Linked DNA regions of Mus musculus: all the other regions are linked to region 3. A link is a contact called in public Hi-C and HiChIP or PLAC-seq data. All regions are on one chromosome and are shown on one strand. The core of a region is the stretch at or near the end of the contact, and the rest is flanking DNA. Distances in the headings are between cores, read along the strand shown. Region 1 overlaps Nav2 (neuron navigator 2). Region 2 has its middle 33 kb from the start of Nav2. Region 3 holds the start of Nav2 (neuron navigator 2).

Region 1 (4,573 bases), core at 1,992-4,491, 44 kb after region 3:
TTACCCACATGCTGATTCACAATCATCTGTGGCTCCGATCCCAGGGTAGCTAACATCCTCTTCTAAGCACGAGATACACATGTGGTGCACATGCATATACATAGGTAAACATGCATACACATAGAAATAAAATATCTACAAGTACATTCAAACATAAATGAGCAAGTAGTCTCCAATCTATCATCTTACACACACACACACACACACACACACACACACACACACACACACACACCTTCATACACCTCCCTGATGCTGTCCATGATCCCCGAGTACTCTCAGGATCAGACCCACATCTCTGTGATGACATGGGAAGCCTCCCCCAGCATCTCCCAGCTTCCTGCCTGCTTCCTGAGCTCTTTAGCTTCACTTTTCATTCCCTGATCTCTCTGACTTTCTTGCAACCCTCTGGTATACTTTACTGACTTCAGCCTAAGGGCCTTTGCACAGCGATAATGGCTCTGACATATTCTCCTTTATTCGCACTGCTCCCACTAACATAGCTGTCACCATCCTCTACATCTGACTTTTTGTGAGCTGTTCTCACGAGTGTGGCAGAATTGTGTACTTGTGATGATTCCTTCCTGTACTTGTCCATAAGCCGCAAGTGGCAAGAACCCATCACATTCCCTCTGCTGGACTTGGTGCAGATTCATAGCCAGTACACCCAACACAGCGGATGCTTGCTCTCTGTGTTGTAACAAGGAAGGAAGGAATGCTGACAAAGACCTTGGTTCCTATGCGTCTCACTTGAACATGAAACAGTATTAGAAGACCATTTGTATTTTCTCTTCTAGTCTCCACCTATCAAGATGGTGATTGATATCTGAATCTCAGAAACACGCATAGCAAGCAGGAATTCTGGCAGATGAACAGCCTGCCAAGGAAGCATGTCCTGCCTCCCACTATCAGAGCACTGCTGTTTCCTTTGGCTGAAAGGAGCCGAAGACCTTATGCACACGGGGAAATGGGGGGTGGGGGGGTGGATCTGTAGAGTGGCGGCACGACTGGGGTTGAGGCTCCCATAACACAGACGAAGGGGTGTGTGCAGAGCCTGGTGAGAGACCCTGCCTTTCTCAGAAGCTGAGAACCTGGAACACTCTGTGTCAGTGTGGAAGTGAATGAATCAAGTTCTGTTTTAACACCATGCCTGGAAAAACACCAGCACTGTCCTTGCATAGTTTCTGAAAGCAGGGCTTGAATTTAGTGAGCTCTGCTCTGTGACAGCCGCTAAGGAAAAAGAGCATCCGGAGTCTAGCCAAATAGCACAGACGTGGGTTTTGGTGGTTCATGGATGGGGGCTGGAAGGCACGCACACTGTGGCATGGCATGCATGTAGAGGTCAGAGGATATCTTGAGAGAGCTGATCCTTTCCTTCTATCATGTGGGTTCTGGGATGGATCTCAGGCTATTGGGCTTGGTGGCAGGTGTCTTTGCCTGCTGAGCCAGTCTGGCAGCATCACGTTTACTTTTTGGAGATCACATATCCACTTGGAGATTCAACAGAACAATGAACCCTTCCTTCCCTCCGCCCTGCCCCACCCCCACCCCCACGCCCCACTGTGTGCATAGACTCCCCCTCACCACCAGATGGCTGGAGAGCCAGAGCCTTCAGTTCAAAATCTACTCAGTGGTGTGATGAGAAGTTGATCCGGAGGAAATCGATATGAGAAAAAGACGTAGAAATGTTTGGATTCAAGGTCCAATGAGTAAAATAGAAGTAACATGTTGGGATCACAAACCTTGCAAGTTCTCCGCCTCCAGAACGACAGACCGGGATGAACTGACAGGTCAAGCGAAATGAGGCAGAGTCTGTAGAATGGCATCAGGGCATCCTCAGCATCTCCCACATTCTGCATCCACGTGTGACACGCACTCTGGTGCATGCAACACAAGCTTGATCTCTCAGCCTGTGAACTTAGTTCCAGCCCTGTGAGAGCCTGCCCAGTGAACACTGACTATCTACAAGAACACACGAGTTGCTCCTGGCTGGCTTGCTTGCTACTGCCTATCAACTCTCTAGCTAGCTATTGTTTGTGCATGTGTGCATCATGTATGTGCACGTGAGTGAGTATGTGGAGACAGAGGGGGCATCAGTATCTTTTCCTGTCGCCCCCTTCCTTATTCCTTTAAGACAGGGTCACTCACTGAATCTGGAACTTGGTCAGTGGCCAGCAAGCCCCTGAGACCCTCCTTCCTCTGCCCACCACAGCGCTGGGATCACAGGTACTTACTGAGCTCCGCTTTTTATGTAGGTTCTGGGGACTCAAACTCAGGTCCTCAAGCTTCTGCAGGAAGCACTCTTAACACTGTGCCATTTCCTTAGCTATAGTTTTGATTCATTAAAGAAATATTTACCTAGAGATTGATCCGTGGGTAAAAATGCTTGCTGTGCAAGCCTAGTGACCTGGCTTCAATGTCTGGAGCCCATGTGTATTAGTCAGTTTTCTGTTGCTGTGACAAAAACGTGTACCAAAGGCAAGTTAAGGAAGAGAGAGTTTGGCTTATGGCATCAGAAGTATAAGAGTACATCATGGTAGGGCGAAGGTGTGGCCATATGGCAGACATGTGGCAGGTATGGGAAGGGGAGAGCATTCATCTTTAATGGCAAGCACATGGTAGAAAGAGTGAACTGGGAGTAGGGTAAGGTATATATTCTCAAAGCCTCCCCTGCCCCTGCCCCACTTCCTTCAACAAGGCCACGCCTCCTAAACCTCCCCAAACAGTGCCACCAGCTGAAGACCAAGTGCTCAAATGCCTGAGATTGCATGGGGACATTTCTTATTTAAGGCACCACATACCATGTGAAGTTGGATGAGAAGAGCTAATTCTACAATGCTGACCTCTGATGTTCACATACCATGACATGCACACATATACGCAGACATACAGACACACACACAGATGTACACATACAGAGACTCTCAGGCACTGACAGACACACACACAAACACACAGAGACAAACAGACAGATAGACACACACATTTACTGAGTACCTTTTCGCCTTTTAGTTGGCTTTAATTATCTAAGCATAAAATACACTGAGTTGGAGATCTCTTCTAGGGTCTATCATACCTGGGTTAAAGTTTCAATTCTGTGACTTGGGAGTGAGGCATCTCAGCCTGCTCCTTGTGGAACAGAGTCAGAGAGTTAGACGTGGTCGTGTTAGGACATGTAGTACAGCCCTAGGCACATAATTCTTGCATGCTGCTTTAACAAATGCCACCTCTTTAATTATTAACTGATCCCTCTGCCACGTAGGCCATTGGTTTGGTGCCACATCTTCAGTTTCTAGACCTACAATTCTGAACCCCAGAAACCAACCTTTGCTGTCTATACAGCGGGTAAGTGTAGCCTTGGAGCAGCCCTACAATGCTCCATTATGTCTGTATTTAAGGACAGGGAACATATTCACTTTCTCTTCCTTTCTACTTGTCATTTTAATGAGTTTATTATCATGTTTATTTTGTGATTCAAAACTACTATATAGGGAAAATTATTAGAATAAAATGTGTTTGCTTGACTTTAGTAAATTTAGAGGTAAGAAAAAAATTGGGTTTTTTTGTTTAGTTGGTTTTTGGTCTTTTTACTGTCTCTGGGCAGTAGAAATCCTTCCAGGAGACTAGGATAACCCAGTTCGTCTGAAGGGCACATTTTAAGTAGATATATATGGTGTGGGTCAGATGTGAAACAGAGTAACATGAACACTGGCTTTGCCCCCCAGATCCAACCCTGCTCAACTCTGAGAAAACAGCTCAACCTTTAAGGTCTGCTTTCCTTATCAATGAGGCAGAAGAAATGAGTGGAGAGCTTGTCCTTGTGGCTAGTTAGTGAATCGAGATGAAATGCTTCCCATGTAAGAGTCAGGGTTCTACATGTCCCCTCCTCTTTTTCTCAGGTAGAGTCAGAGACGTCTTTATTCTTTATGCTTTGTGTGTGCGTGTTGTGTATGTGTGTGTAGGTGTTTCTGCTTTAATGAATAATCCTGAGCTCAAACTGACTAACAGCCACCAAAGTGGATCTCCTGATCCCCAAAGCCTGCCGACACACTGCTTCCCCCATTAGTTATCTGCATCTCAGCAAACAGCATGATCATTCCGATCAAAGTGCCCTGCTCTCTTCCTCACACTCCTGCTCTGCTGCTAATATGTCTGAGTATCCATCCTGCCTCCCACACTCACTGCCGTCACTCCAGACTACACTGACTGCCCCTACTCCCCTCAGAGTGGTCTCTCCCTGGATCACCTGCTCAGGACCCCAAATAGCCAGAATATTGACAGGTGCGCAAGGGGATATGCTACCATCTTACTCAGACCCTGTAGCACTTCCTACAGGCACTACAGTTTACTGCCCTTTGTGCATTAAGATAAGGTTGATAAGCATGCTTTCTTGGGCAAAGGCCAGATAGTTAGCATGCTAGGTTTTGTCAGCCTCAGCAGGAGTCTGGCATGCGGTCACCTCTGTCTTCTCCACCTCTGTCTCTTCCTCCTTCCAAACTTTTAAAACTGAAAACGGTTCTTCTTAGCTGATGGATTAATAAAACCACATTGAGGGCTAGATCTTGCCCATGCC
Region 2 (4,359 bases), core at 1,092-3,591, 33 kb before region 3:
AACCCTCTGAAGTTTTTCCAAAGGCCTGAAAACTGCTGGCCACGCTCCCGGCGTCCTTCCTCTCTCAGAGTAGTCTCCGTCTGTCTGTGCAGTCAGGCTAGGGCCTGACCAGAGAACCCTCCCACAGGGGGAGCATATCAGTAATGGGAAGGAGGAAAGGGGACAAAGGAAGCCTCCTTCTGAGGGGAGTTGGGAGACCAGTTCATATTCGGATCAAGCACAAGACACGAAGATGAGTGAAAGAGAATTTATGGCTTGCATGAGTGACTACGCACCTTTTCTGTTACAAGGTTGTTGAATGTAGGGTTGAAACTGTGTTAGCCTGGTGAGCTGGGTGTGGCTAGCAGTATCATTTCAAGTATAAGAAGTTGAAGCCTGAATAGACTTAAGTACCTCCCCAAGCCTTGAGTATTCACCAACTTTCTATTGCAAACACCTAATATAGCTGATATAAAGAGGCTATTTGACTCTTGGTTTTTGAGGTGTTATTCTATGCTTGGTTGGCCCTTTGCTTTGGGGCCAGGGATGTGGCCTCCCACCATGGGGATATACTTGATAGAGCAGGATGTGCAATCTGTGTTGTGTTTTGAATGTGAAATGCTACCCCCACCCGACCCGCTACAAGCTCTTGTGTTTCACACTTCTCTCTCAGCTGGTGGCACTGTTTTGGAAGGTTGTAGAATCTTCAGGAGGTGGTCACTTTTGGAAGGAAGTGTGTCCTTAGGGGAGGGTTGGGTCCTGTACTTTTTTTGTCCAGTCTACTTCCTGAGCACTGGCCACTGTAGCTTCCCCACTGTGGTGGTCTGTGTTCATTTGAACTATGAACCAAAATAGAGCATCTCTCTCCTAAGTGGCTTCTTGTCGGGTGTTTGGTCACAGCAATGAGAAAAGTAGCTAAGAGGCAGAGAAGCAAAAGGAGAGGAAAAGAGACAAAGATCCCACAAACTCTTAGGGGCCACGGCCGCAGTGACCCAAAACCTGCGTCAGGACTCACCTCTTCAAGTTCCCACCACGTCTCAGAAAGCACCAATGTAGCAAATCTTAAATGCAAGTGTCTCTAGGGGATTTACAACCCAAAATACACACCTAACACATATTGACAGACAGGGGGTCTGGTCTCAGGAAAGTCCTTTCTTTAATTTGTGCCCTGGGTCTTGGCACAGACTGGATAAAGGAAGGTATCTCACCCACCTAAGAGGGCCAAACTATGAGCCCAAGCCGTCTCTTCTTTACCCCTGCCCCTGCATCAATGTGTGCTGAATTCTCTTGTGTCCCAGTCACTGTAGAGCTGTACTGGCATCTGAGATGAGCAGAAGTGAAGGAGAGACAGAAAGAGACACGGAGGCTCTATGGGAGAAGCCATCAGCAGGGAAGGCAGCAGTGATAGAGGTTGGCAGTAATGGAGCAGAAGCCCTGCAGGAATGTGTGGCAGAGAAAGGAGTATCCTGCTCCAGATCCAGGCACCAAGGTTACAGCTTAAATGCAAGACCCAGCTGCCCAGAGAAGCAAGTCTCATTTGCCTAAGACACAAAGGGAGTCATCTGTGTGGAACACTAGGATGCTTACACAGTGAACCAGCCCTCCCTGGGCCAATCCGAAGCCAATGTAAAGTCGTCTTTGCATTGTGTGGACTAAGATTGATGGACATGGAAAGACTATAGTGAACTTCTGTGTGTAAAACAAAATAGTCATAACATGTTTGGGGATTTTAAAAACTGTGTGTGTGTGTGTGTGTGTGTGTGTGTGTGCGCGCGAGCGCGTGTGCGCGAAGTGCCCATGAAGTCCAAAAGAAGGCATTGGATCCCAGAGTTACAGGTGATTGTAGGCCACCTGATGTGAGCCTTTGAACTGAACTTAGATCCTCTGAAAGAGCAGGACTTGCCATTAACCACTGAGACATCTCTTCGGTACTCTCAAAAGCAAGCTTGAAAAACAATTGTTCAACCCAAACACCAGGAGCCCCAGGGCATCCTTCTGGTGGCTTCAGTGCCCTGTGCCACCTGTGGGACAGCCAGCCCTTCTTTTGCCAATGCTCTCAACATCTGTGATTCTCCCAGTGACACAGACCCTTGCTCTGCACATCCCGAGGACCAGATCTTTGCTGGGTCTGAACACAGAGAGTAGTTAACCTGGAAAACAGAGGGGATGTGGAGAGAGAGGGTCTGGGGGCTCAGATGGCCTCTGGCCTGAACCTCCTTCAGGATGGATCCTGCTCAGCTCTCCTTCTTCCGGCTTCCCCTCCTGGCTGGAGCCTCTTCCTGCCTTCTTGGCACCAGAAGCTCTGCTGGCTTCTGTCCTGAGCAGTGTGACCTGCTGCCCATGAGTAAGGACTGGGCCATTCCACAGTGACTAAGCTGTCACCTCCCCGTTTCCCGTAACCGCCAAGGGAGGACTCACTCTGAATCACTCTTTATTGTTTTGAGCTTTTTTATTTTTTTCCCTAGCTTCCAGTGTTTTGAATTTTCAAAGATCAACTACCCTAGGCAGGCTAACAGAGCTGAATAAATGCTAGGAAACTGCCAGGCACCCCCTCCATAACCTTGTACATAGGAGAGAGGCATAGAGCCCCCTTACCGGTCAGAGTCAGCTTGCCAGGATAAAGCTGACCTGAGTTAGAATCCTGTTTGTTTCCCTTACTGCTCTCTTCCCTCACTACTCACTTCTCCTTTCTGAACTTTAATTTCTCTTCAATAAACGGGATAATAATGCTTACTCCAGATAATTGTTGTGTCTATAAAGCAACTGGCTAGGTAGGCTTTCCAGTATAGGGAATTAATAAACATAAATAAAGTTTGGCTCCTTAGATCCAAAATGAGCATACCTGCCAGAAAGGTGGGTGTCCCAGCTCCCCTGTCCACCTGTCACCCCCAAAAGGCAATGGTAGGTTTCTCAAAGCCGCATGTTAGGAATGTTGCTAAATAACTTAGTTCTGTCAGCAACAGCCAATCTTTATTGAGCACTTACTATGAGCCAGGTACAGTGCCAAGCACTTTCCATTAAATTACTAAATGAATGAGAGTTAGTTGTGACTGGTAGTACTTAGCTAACTTCCTAATAATGAGAGACAGGCCCAGGACTTGAACACACATGGGGTAATGCCATACATAGAGACGAGGTTCTCTTGGGATGACCCATGGCTAGGGCTCACTGTCAAGTAATGATACCATAGTAGGAACTCAAGCATCATTCATGCCCACCCTCATTTGCACAGCAGTTATTCAGCTTCATTGTCTCATAGAGGGAAACTGAGTTTTGAACAGTAAGGAGACACCCGGTCTGACTAGTAGAGCTGACCTATGAACCCAAGGATCTTCAAATCCAATGAGTGTCCACCTCTGTGTGCACAATGGCGGGAGTCAGGATGGACCGACCTGGTCTTCATGGATTGTTTTATATCCATGGCTTCTGGCCTGCTTCCACCTTCTGCCCAGCTACCAGTGTCTGACTGGAGCTAGCAATGGAATTCCCTCTTTGTGATAAACCCTTTTTCCCTTCATACCAGTGGTCTCTACTCGCATGGGCTCTGACCAACCTCCAAAATGGCAGGGTTTAGGGATCCAGGAAATATCTCTGCAGAGATCAGCAGGCTTACTGAGTGGGTTTCCTGTGGGAACAGGCTGTATCAGGGGTCTGACAGATACTTGCATGTAAAGAAGTACCCCTGCAAGGAAACAGCTGGGTTGTTGGGATAGCTTGTGTAGGTGTGTGTGTGTGTGTATGACCCTGATAGCTCATCTCACAAGGGGATGCTGCTGGGGAATAGACCTGGCCTTATAGGCTACTGTTAGAACCTCAGGCATAATGATGCTGCCCCCTGCCATATGTCTCTCTCTCTCTCTCTCTCTCTCTCTCTCTCTCTCTCTCTCTCTCTCACACACACACACACACACACACACACACACACACACACACAGTGTCACTCATAGCTCAAGGCAGGTCCTCTTATGTAGATTGAGTGTTGGGAATCTTTCAAGGGAGAGAAGAGATTAGGAGGAAAGGGCTGACAGTGATGATATGCTAATAACAGTTCCTTCCCTGCATTTGCTGTGGCTCAGTACTGGGTTAAACTGGTCATACACATGCAGTGTCTTGTATAATCTGGCATTTATCCACACTTAGCAGATGAGACCTGATCTCTAGCGGATGGACAAACTGCCAGGTAGGAAAAGCTGAGAATTATGTGGCTAATGTGTCATGCACAACTATGCTGTATACACACAATCAGATTGCTCCCATGATGTTCAATTTTCAGAGAAGTGCAGGTTTGCCCATAGTCACCCAGATGGGATGAAGAGCTAGGTTAATCTGTCACTCATCCACGGTACCCCAACTTTAGCTAGGACTGACTATTTATGGGCC
Region 3 (4,416 bases), core at 1,459-3,958:
GACTGGGCTGCTAGTTGGATGCACCCAGAGAATCTTTGCAGAAGTGCTGTGAAAGCCACTTCACTTCAGCTAGGCCTTGAGCTGTTACACCTCTGTTGACGGTGGCCTAACCTTACAGTTTACAGTAGGAATCTCCAGAGTCCCAGGCTAGGCACCCATCACCTGGGAGTTTATTTGGAAGACAGCATCTCAGCCTTTTGGAGACCTTGAAGACCTATTGAATTGGATTTTGCAGTTCTTATGCATATGAAGGCTTAGGAGGCCCTGGAGGTACACTGAATGAACACTTTATTTGGCTAGAATTCTCAGCCTTAGTACACATCAAAACCCCCTGTTAAGCATTATTTAAGACACAGATTGCCTTCACTCCCCCCTTACCCTCTGGGAATTTTCATTCAGTAGGTTGGGATTGGGTGGAGTGTATCAAAAAGTGTTACAAGTTCTCTGTGCTGCTCTGGGGACTAGACCTTGGACACCCTCTGTGCCTAAGCTCTGAGGATATTTGGGAATAGCTCCACAATCCCTAATAGGGATCATGACTGCCCTTCTACAACTCTTCAGGCAGCTGTGAAGAATCAGAGTTCAAGGAGGAAAGTCCCACAACCCTTTCTCATGGCGTTCTTACTCAAAGGCAACTGCACCACTCATCCATTCAGTGACAATCTGGGTAGCTTTTCAGTCCATAGCGTTCTGCTTGCTTCTGACAGAATCTCATGAAAGTCAAAAGACGGCTCTTCCAAACATTTATTCCTTTAGAAGAGACTGCTCGGAACAATAAATATGTTAAATAAAACAAGATACTAGCATAGGAGATTGTCCAGATGGACGAGGGCAGAGTATACCATGTCAGGGACAAACTTGTGATTTAAAGAGCTAAACCAGGCTATGTGCATCCCCCCCCCCCCCGAGCTAGGGTAGAAAGGGCCTGCAAACAGGCTGGGAAATATGGGAGCAGGGAGTATCATGTCACATCTCAACACTCCAGGGGCTGTTTGAAAACTGAACTTTTACTTCAGTCTGGGCTCTTAGTTTAAGCTACTAACACAAAATGCTGTTGACAGGGCCGCTTTAACAACAAATGCCTCTTTCTCCTAGGCCTAGAGGCTGGAGATCTGAGATCAGGCTGCAGCCATGGTCAGATTCTTGTCAAGGGCTGTGGTTTCTGTGGATTCAGAAAGGCTGCCATTGCACTATCAGAAGTTATCCATCTTCATCGTGTCTCCTCTAACATGGCACTGGGCCCATCATGAGGACCTCTCGGTCACGTACTTACAACCTCCCAGAGGTTCCACTGCCTAAAACCAGTCGAGGATTGGGTATTTATTTACAGTATTTATTTACACTGGAATCAGACAGATTCTGGCAGATGCGGAGCGAGCAAACTGCCCACCACTGAGCTACATCTCCAGCTCCTTTTTACATTTTATTTGAACAAAGAGGATCATTAAATTGACCTCAACCTGGGATCCTCCTGCCTCAGCCTCTAAAGTAGCAGAAATTACAAGCTTACACCCCCATTCCTGGCCACATTAGAGTTTTGCCAGGTAAGTTTGAGAATGATATAGCCCATATCATTAGGATGAGTGAAATTCAACCCTATGGATGTTACAACTTCAGGCTATAGGATAGGAAGAAAGTGACAACATCTGTCCTAGACACAGAAAAGTGGCTTAAAGAGATGACAGTGGGACATACTCCGGTGGGTTCATTAATAATAAAGACAGATTTTTTTTTTCTGGTCCCCTACACTGCCAGACACTATCTCATTTAGCTGGGCAGTGCTTTTAGGGAAAAGTACTCAAACCTCCACTTGACTTGCATGAGACACAGTGTTAGGTCTATAAAGATGGAGGAACTTCCCAATTCAAATCCAAACTGATCTCTAAGGTGGGTGTCCTTGAAGATCAGCCCCATGCACCCTGTCTGCACTTTCTATTTTCCCTTCAGTCCTCAGACCCTGAGTCAGAGAGAGAAAGGAAGGCCTTCATGAAACCATGAAACCAGGGCAGGTTTAGCCTCAGCCTGCCCGGGTCACCAAGCCACTCTAATTACAGTCTGTGGTAGGTGGCAAGGAGGAGCTGTCTTGGGGCGCGAAGCTTCCCCGGCCATTGTATCAGCCTATAAATATTTCAAATACTTAAGTGCAACGTGCAACCTTTGAATGTCGCAGAGGAAGCTGTTGGGACGCCCCTGAGCCCACCCGGAAAGAAGAAATGGCTGGAGTGTCCTTCAGGCGGGGGACAAGGAGACCCGCCCAGTCATTCCCAATGGAGGTGCAGAGAGGTTGGGGCGTGCCTCCGGAACCCGCAAACCGTTGAGATGACCCGAGCGATTTGAAAAAGAGAAACTGATTTCCCCAACACATGCCTGGGGGTGGAAGGAGGCGGGAATCTACAACCCAACGGCGTTTTCAAAGGCGGCTCCGGGGACGCAGGGGTGGCGGCCCGCGGGGAGGCGCGCGCCGGGGCCGTGCCGCAGAGCGGCCACCAGCTCGCTTTGTACTTGCGGCCAAGCGCGGCCCCAGAGTTTCGGCGGCGGCCCCGCGGAGTTGAGGCCACGCCCCCTTGCAGTGCGAGTCGCGACCGCGGATTGGTCCGCGGCTAACCAATAGGCGCGCGGGAACGGCCCGGGCTGTCAGCGCGCGCCGCAGCCGGTCCTCCCCTGCGTCCAGCCCTGCAGCCCGCGCTGCCTTCCCCCGAGCTCAGCTTAGCGCAGCGCTGCCAGCCTGGCCAGCTGCGCGTCCTGGTGCCCGCGCTCTGTCACCACCGCCGTGCTGCGCTGGAGCGCACGGAGCATGGCCAGAGCCGCAGAAGCTCAGGTGCTTGGTGTTCGAGGGGCTTGTGAGCATCGGTGATCGGCTGTCACGCCCAGACAGACCTGTCTGCGGAGATCGCCCAGAGTCTGCCTAGGCGCGGGTGACCCTGTGGCGCGTTTGCTGGGTGACAGCCGCTTCGCGGTTGATACGTCTTGGGCTCCGTGCGTCCTCCGTCTCCCCATCCTCTGCTCTTTTGCTCCAAGGTTCACACCCGCAGGCTCCAGAGCGCGACGTGTGCGTCCCCGTAGCCGGTGTCTCTTCCTAAGGAGCCTTCTCACTTCGGAGACGCAATGACAAGTTAATATGGGCGTCCACGCCTCGGTTTCCCAGGAGAAGAATTGCCAGAGGCAGCGGTCCCCGAGAACCCAGAGCTTCTGAACAGGCCTCCCGCTGCGACATCCGCGCAGGTGGGACCTGCTGAGGGCAGTGACTAGCCCGCCACCCGGCAGGCGCACTCGCAGGATTTCCCCAGTTCCCCGACCCGGGGATTCTGTTTTTTGGGTTTTTTTTTTTTTTTCTTCCACTGTTGGTGGGCGCCTCGCGGGCCGAGGCCCGGCGCCTACTCGGCTGCCCGCGCTGCCTTTAGCGGTCGCCTCCGCCGCCGCTGCCAGGGACGTGCTGGGAAAGCCAAAGCCCCGGGAGAAGATGCCGGCCATCCTGGTAGCCTCCAAAATGAAATCGGGACTGCCCAAACCCGTGCACAGCGCCGCGCCCATCCTGCACGTGCCCCCGGCCCGGACTGGTCCTCAGCCCTGCTATCTTAAGTTGGGAAGCAAGGTGGAGGTGAGCAAGACGGCCTACACTAGCCAAATCCCCCTGAAATCGCAGGGGCTGCAGGAGCCGACGGGGGAGGGGCTCCCGTTGCTGAAGAGCAGCTCTCTGGAGAACGGGTTCGATACCCAGGTGAGCAGTGCTATGTGCTGGGGCACTATTACAGGGTGGGAGTGATGGATGATCCTTCATGAGGGAGGAGGACGGTTGCCTTGAGGAGAGGCTACCATAATGTGATTGGAGAGAGGAAGCATACCCCTTATGCTGCCAGATTGGAAGGATACATTGGTCAGTGGGTGTGGCCAGGAGGGGTTTAGCTGGCCAGGGTGCCAGAGGCTCTCCCGGGGAGCTCTGCAAAGCTAAGGCGTGCTGGCAGCCAGCTGCTTCTATGGGGCTGGAGCAGGTGTAGGGGTGCTTTCAAAAAAATGCATGCTGACATTGGAAATGTTAAGGGCCATCAGTGCCGAGCGCTTGGCCCCAAGAGGATGGGTATCTGCTGTTGTGATGTGTGTCTATACTCAGGTTGTAACCCCAAGGAGTGGCCTGGTGCCTTGATGGGTTGGGTACTACCTGGCTCAGCTGTGAGATCTAGGACAAGGGATACTGAGTGGTTGCCCTGAACTTAACCCTCCTCCTAGCTTGAAGATGGCTGGTCTCTGCCCCATCATTAGGGAGAAGGGATTCTGGCCAGGTGCTGCCAACTGCTAGCTGCTACAGACTCCTAGTAACTGGGGTGGCTTGGCTGTCTCAGAATGGCTGCTGTAGCTAAGCCCCTCCTTCTTGGGTAGTCTATGCTGCCAGCGTTGGTATCTCTGGTGATTAGGGAGGTG

Evidence for each region. Hi-C and Micro-C count contacts between places; a contact is called where the count stands out from the background. HiChIP or PLAC-seq counts read pairs in DNA pulled down with a chosen protein or histone mark.
Region 1: an H3K4me3 HiChIP or PLAC-seq map of intestinal crypt epithelium shows a contact between it and region 3, with 5 read pairs. The contact joins the enhancer-like site here to the promoter of Nav2 in region 3. A contact is called at or near these places in 1 of 39 promoter capture datasets (pre-B cells), 8 of 484 Hi-C or Micro-C datasets (the G1E-ER4 cell line, bone marrow-derived macrophages, cerebellar granule neurons and 5 more), 3 of 115 datasets of contacts at active chromatin or transcription factors (embryonic stem cells, intestinal crypt epithelium and pancreatic cancer cells) and 2 of 9 other capture datasets (adipose tissue and bone marrow-derived macrophages).
Region 2: a contact with region 3 is called in a Hi-C map of the MC38 cell line, with 2.7 times the contacts expected there. The contact joins the enhancer-like site here to the promoter of Nav2 in region 3. A contact is called at or near these places in 1 of 39 promoter capture datasets (hippocampal neurons), 1 of 15 datasets of contacts at CTCF or cohesin (the NIH/3T3 cell line), 16 of 484 Hi-C or Micro-C datasets (the C2C12 cell line, the MC38 cell line, the MNK3 cell line and 10 more), 7 of 115 datasets of contacts at active chromatin or transcription factors (embryonic fibroblasts, embryonic forebrain, embryonic hindbrain and 3 more) and 2 of 9 other capture datasets (adipose tissue and pancreatic islet).

What each region holds. Positions count from the first base shown.
Region 1 is chr7:49,287,295-49,291,867 of GRCm38.p6, forward strand. All of the region lies in intron 1 of Nav2 (neuron navigator 2), which reads left to right. Among named protein-coding and RNA genes, the nearest start is that of Nav2, 43 kb to the left of the region's middle. Within about 2 kb of position 3,242, at least 8 of the 459 cell types and tissues checked have an H3K27ac peak or open chromatin away from gene starts, as enhancers often do. A contact at or near this core is called in intestinal crypt epithelium, where this site is marked.
Region 2 is chr7:49,210,885-49,215,243 of GRCm38.p6, forward strand. It overlaps a transcript of Nav2 not described here. Among named protein-coding and RNA genes, the nearest start is that of Nav2, 33 kb to the right of the region's middle. Within about 2 kb of position 2,342, at least 48 of the 459 cell types and tissues checked have an H3K27ac peak or open chromatin away from gene starts, as enhancers often do. A contact at or near this core is called in the C2C12 cell line, the MC38 cell line, the NIH/3T3 cell line and 5 more, where this site is marked.
Region 3 is chr7:49,243,481-49,247,896 of GRCm38.p6, forward strand. Nav2 (neuron navigator 2) reads left to right here and starts at 2,709. Exons shown (of 39, transcript NM_175272.3): 1 at 2,709-3,718. The coding sequence starts at 3,461.